Linked DNA regions of Anser cygnoides: region 2 is linked to region 1. Evidence: chromatin contacts called from public Hi-C data. All regions are on one chromosome and are shown on one strand. Each heading gives the region's core, a stretch centred on a gene start, on an enhancer-like site or on the middle of the called end of the contact. The rest is flanking DNA. Distances are from core to core; before and after follow the strand shown.

Region 1 (2,700 bases), core at 199-2,698:
GCTGCTGATATCCACATCTGGGGCAAGAATCCCTGAAAATCCCTGCAGGCCCAGCATAGAGGACCAGCAGGCAGACCTACACGTTCCAGGTTTTGAACTGCTTTGCAGCTGGTTTCAGGTCATCCTGCGGCACCTCCTTTGCTATAGTTTACATATAACTATACATATTACATGTAACTATACAACAAGTTTAGTAAAACACTGAATTTGACTCCAAAAGGTTTTAAGTTTGTTTTAGATTTTTTTTTAATTATTATTAATCAGAAGAAAAATAATCTGATTTGTTACACAGTGTAAATACCTCTTGCACATTGCTGGGAATGTGATCTGAAGGAATAGCTGCAAACAGCACATATTTATACTGGATATGTAGGCATTAAGAAGGGGGAAAAGGAAGGTCCAAAGCTTGGGAATTAATGCGGTGTTGCCCAACAGCTACATTCAAATACATTTACTTTTTCAATCTGTAGTTTTAACTTTGTTGAATCTGTTATTTTCATTCATAAATACACCACTCTTTCCATCCTCTGGGTTAATTTTTGCTGTCATTTTTTTGCTAGCATCTCACTGAGACCCGTGGGGCCTCTCTGAAGTGTGGAGCCAGAGGACATTTGGCACTCCAGGTAAGGAGATGCTTACCCTGGGACCTGTAGAAGTTGGGGCTTTGCCTTCACAAGGCCACAGGGGAACTGTTAGGCAGAGGACACAAGCACCTGCTGCTCAGTCTTTCTGCATGACTTATGTAGTTTTTTCAGGGAAGAAAGTATAGATGCCCTTGATGCTGATTTCTAGTGGCCACATATGCCAGTGCGTTAAGTCACGATTCATGATAACACAGAGGGGAAAAGCAACAACAACAACCCTCCCACCTCCAAAAAATGCCCACACCTAACAATGGAGAGCTGGAGCCCTGTGCTGGCGCAGTGAGCTATGCAGACTGGGGCTGCCTCTGGTCCCTAATAGCCTGTGGTGTCGGGAATCTGCCAGATACACTGACCCCTGCTCCTGCATGCCAGGAAAATCACGGATAGTTTTGTTTTGCATTGAAAACAGTGTTTAGCTTCTGAGGATCAAAGGTCTCCTCCAGGCCCTGCCATGATTCACCATGCGGCTGCCCTCTGTCCCCGACCCCGAGCGTCTCCTTTTCCTTCTGCGCGACGGGGACCACGACACTTGCCCATCTAGAAAAGCCCTTCAATAGCCCCAGCCAAAAGCAGAACCACTTGGTTTTGAGGGGCAGGTGTTACAAAGCGACGATTATTTTCACTAGAAATATCTCCCTCTAGCAGATATGCAAAATGTTTCTCTCTGATTTGGTTATTTACTGTGGTTTATATGAATTATAGAGCAGTCGTCTTATACCCTGGTTTTCAGAGTAATGCGACATAGCTACTAGAAATCCACCTAAGCAATTACTTTTCTGATCTATTGCCAGATTCCTTTTATATCAGCAGTAGCAGCTTGAAAAACCTAACAAATAACATTTTACATAGGCTTGTAGTCTATATTCAATTTTATCTGATTATTTTTAGCACAGTGATTTGAGAATCCAAATTACAGCTAAGAAAATGGAAAATTCATTTTCCAACAATGCCTTAAGCTTCACTAGCATTTTAGAGTAGAACATTTCTGTGATGGCCTTTGATTCAATCCAGGCTGAACGAAAGACATTTCATCACCACAGAATGCATTTCTTTATTTGCCTTGGATCTATGATTCTGTCAGTATTGAGAGAAAAGAAAAATCAATGCTGCACTATAAACCTCGGGCAGCCCCTGGCCAACGTGGTCAGCATGGTGTGAGCAAAGGAAATGGCAGGGGAAAAAAATTGACCGCTCAGCAATAGTGTGGCACAGTAACGGACAAAGCTCTGGGCTAATAACAGCTTGCAATTACACATGGAAAGCCAAAGCTTGTAGGGCATTCAGTACGAAGGGGATGTAATACAATTTATTGAACCACCGGTTAGAGTTCTGCAGCTCCTCAATAAAAAAAAGAGCTGTGGACCTGTACTGCTTAAAAGACAGACTTATATGGTGCCAGCAGGGGAAGGAGACTTGAAGAAAGCAGAAAGCCCTTCCTTTTTATGTCTTGGACAGTGAGCAAGTGGGGGAACGCAGCCTATTTGTGCTTTCTAAAAATACAGCGGGCAGGCTTAAAGGCACAGCCAGCGCTTGGCCACTGCCGAGCCCGCGTGCGGGATGCATCCTGCGCGGCAGCCCGCAGGTGGGGACAGGCACGGGCTGTGCTGCGGGCAGGGCTTCACCCACCCTGCCAGCACCCTGCATAAATGCACAGTTACGGGAGACTCCTGGAAAATTTCGGTACGTACATCCCTCGGCACTGGTTTTGGGCATCTGACATACTGCTGCTGGAAGAGCAGTAGCTTGCTCAAAGACATGGCGTAGAAGTAGGACCCAGCTTTCCAAACCCAGTTGGTAGAACACAGAGGGAATTTTAATTTTAACACCCAGCCTTCAGACCCTGCACCTCCTATGGACCCCAACACTTGCAGTACTGTGGAGCCCTGTAAGTGCCTGACCCCCTTTGCACATATTGCTAAGAATCATTGTTTCTTAACTCTTTGGCTGACATTGAATTACCAAGTACTACAATCGTGGTAAAGCATGCATTGGAAACAACCAAAATAATAGTCACCATAAATCTAATCATTTTGTGATCTCAATTAAAGACATCAAA
Region 2 (2,700 bases), core at 65-2,564, 52 kb before region 1:
GGTTCCTCAGCAGGTCCGAGAGGGTCCCTTGAGAGCGGCACAGCACCCGCTGGGCGAAGATAGCCTGGGGGATGCTGTACCGCTTGAGCTCGGTGGTGATCCTCTGAGCTACTTCTTTGGTATTGATTTCTTCCATTTGCCCTGAATTACTTCCACTGTTGACCTGCGAACCGGTTACAGAAGGGTTTTGCTCCCTGGCAGAGCCCAGGATCTGCCCGTGGCTCTGGGCGTTCAGGTGGGCATGGGGGTGGTGCGGGATCCCGTTGATAGGCACCATGCCGGCGGAGGTGGGGGTGAGGTGTTGGTCGCCGTGCCTGGCTAACATGGCGGGGTGGTGGGCTTCGAAGCCGTTCGGGGTGAGCATTTTCTCGGCGGGCATGGCGGCGCCGGGGTGAGCGTAGTGGGGCAGCCCTTGCTGGGAGTTGTGGATGCCACCCAGGCCCGACCCGGACAGCGGAGAGAGGCTCTGCCCCATGCCGGCGACATCCTTGTGGTAGGGGGTGTAGAGGTTGTTCACGGACGCCAGACCCCTCTCGTCCCGCATGAGCGTGAAGCTGCCGCTCACGTTGCCCGGGATCCGCTGGTGGGGGTGGTGGTGGTGGTGGTGGTGGTGGTGGTGGTGGGGGAACTTGTCCGACACCGTCGAGATGGGAGGCAGCGGCTGCAGCGGGGTCAGCGTGGTGTAGGTGCTGCTCATGCTCATGCCGGGGGGGGTCTCGCAGGCCATGGTCATGGTGGGGTGCAGGGGCCCGCTCAGCCCGTGCTCGGGCGGCCGGTGGTGGTGGTGGTAGTCGCCGCCGTCGAGGATGGCCGCCATGCCCATGGGGCGCGGGTGGGCCGCCAGCTGCCCGCCGCGGTGGGCCACGGCGCCGCGGTGGTGGGGGCTGCCGCTCAGCAGCTCGGCGGCGGCGGGCACCGGCTCGTGGCTCACCCCGTGCAGGTCGCCGATGTTCTCCATCGCCAGCTGCGCGTTCATCGCCGGGCGTGCGGCCGGCCGGGCGGCACGGCCATCTGCGGCGCGGCCCGGGGCTCCTGGCGGCGGCCGCGGGACGGCGGCGGCGGGGGCGGCCGCGGGAGGGGCTCGGTGCTGCTGCCGCTGCTGGTTGGCCGCCTGCAATTAATTTTTTTGGTGATTTATTGGATTTTTTTTTTAAATTTATTTTTTTGGATGACGGCGTCGGGTCGCTCCTAGGGCCCCCGCTCTCTCAGGACGGGCTCCGCAGCCGCGGCGGGTGTGCGCCCGCGTCCCTCGCCGCCCCTGCCCATGGCTCCCGGCGCGCTCCCCGCCCGCGCACCGCCGCCGCTCCTGCTGCAGCCGCGGCGCCCCGACCGCACCGGCCCGGCGCATGCGCGCGGCGCCCCCCCACGCCCCCGGCCCCGCCCCGGGGCCGGCCCCGCCCCCCGTGACGTCACCGCCCCTATTAAGGAGGCGAGCCCCGCGCGCGGCGCCCAGAGCCGCGGCCCCGCCGCACCCGGCACGGGGCGCGCTCGCGCCCCGCCCCCCAGCGCCCGCCCCGCCGGGGGCTGCCAGGACGCCCCCCCCCGCTCCCCTGCGGGGAAAGTTCCCGTTATCCCGGCACCGGGAGGGCCCGCGGGGGGGCGGTTTTCGGCCGCGGGCAGCGCCCCCGCCGTGCGCCCCGAGCCCCCCGCGCCGTGCCCGGCCCCGCAGGGCCGTCCCGTGCCGTTCTGTCTGTCCTTTTCGTTACGTTTTTTCCCCCGAAAGAAAGCCCGGCAGAAGGAGGGGAGGGGGCGCGCAGAGCCTCCCCGCCGCCCCCCCCGCTAGCCGAGGCGCCTTTATCCGGGAAGCACGGGCAGCTGTGCCTATTGTCCGCCCCTTGACAACGCCGAGCCCAGCCGGGCAGCGCGCAGCCTGTGCGCGGCGCCGAGCGGCGGGAGGCCGGGGCCGGGCCGGGCCGAGCCGTGCCACTGCGGAGCGCAGCCGGGGGGCCTCGGGCCGGCGGAGCACCGAGGCGGCCGGGCGGTGCCCCCGGGGCGGCCGCAGCAGCGCCCCGCTGTGCGGGGGGGATCCGGGCGCAGGGGCCGGGACCGGCCGCCGAGCGCCCTTCGCCCCCTGCCCGGGAGCGGGGCCGGGACCGGGCACGGCCCCGAGAGGGCCCCGTGTCCCGGTGCCCCCCCCGGGATGGGCACCCGCGGAGTATCTCCGTGGACCTGGGCTAACGACGGCCCCCGGCGGGCTCGCAGGAAACTTTTCCGTGCCTGGTGCGCTGCGTGCGCGGCCCGCGGAGCGGACAGGATCGGGGCTTTTCCCCTAAAAATTCAGAGTTCCCACAGCCCGTGCGTTATTTCCCGGCACTAAACCCGCACACCTCTGTCCGGTTTTGTGCTGGGGCTGGGGCCGCCGAACCACCTCCCCGAGAGCCACCCGTTACTCACCGCCGTTCGTTCTCCCGCGCTGCCCGAGGCTCCTCCACGTTTTATTTTACGCTAAAAAATACCTCCGGGTCCCGCACTTCTCCTGCCTCTCCGATCACTCCCTCATCCCTAAACCCCTCTCCACCTCCCTGAATTTAGGCAATATTAACGCTAACAACATCGCAATTTCTGATAGCGAGGGATACATAAGGAAAGGTGTAGCGGTGGCTGAAGCAAAAATAGCCCTGAAACGCAATTAATGCTCTTAGGAAACGTTTGGGGTAAAATAAAACAAAACAAAACTATCCAGAGCATTTCACCACCGAG

What was found. A called contact is a pair of places that touch in the nucleus more often than the background predicts.
Region 2: a Hi-C map of liver shows a contact between it and region 1, with 5 times the contacts expected there. The contact joins the promoter of ONECUT1 here to the enhancer-like site in region 1. A contact is called at or near these places in 2 of 7 Hi-C or Micro-C datasets (both in liver).

What each region holds. Positions count from the first base shown.
Region 1 is chr11:19,851,664-19,854,363 of Taihu_goose_T2T_genome, reverse strand. No RefSeq gene overlaps it. Among named protein-coding and RNA genes, the nearest start is that of ONECUT1, 52 kb to the left of the region's middle. Within about 2 kb of position 1,448, at least 1 of the 3 cell types and tissues checked has open chromatin away from gene starts, as enhancers often do. A contact at or near this core is called in liver, where this site is marked.
Region 2 is chr11:19,903,461-19,906,160 of Taihu_goose_T2T_genome, reverse strand. It overlaps ONECUT1 (one cut homeobox 1), which reads right to left and starts at 1,314. Exons shown (of 2, transcript XM_048060275.2): 1 at 1-1,314. The coding sequence starts at 976.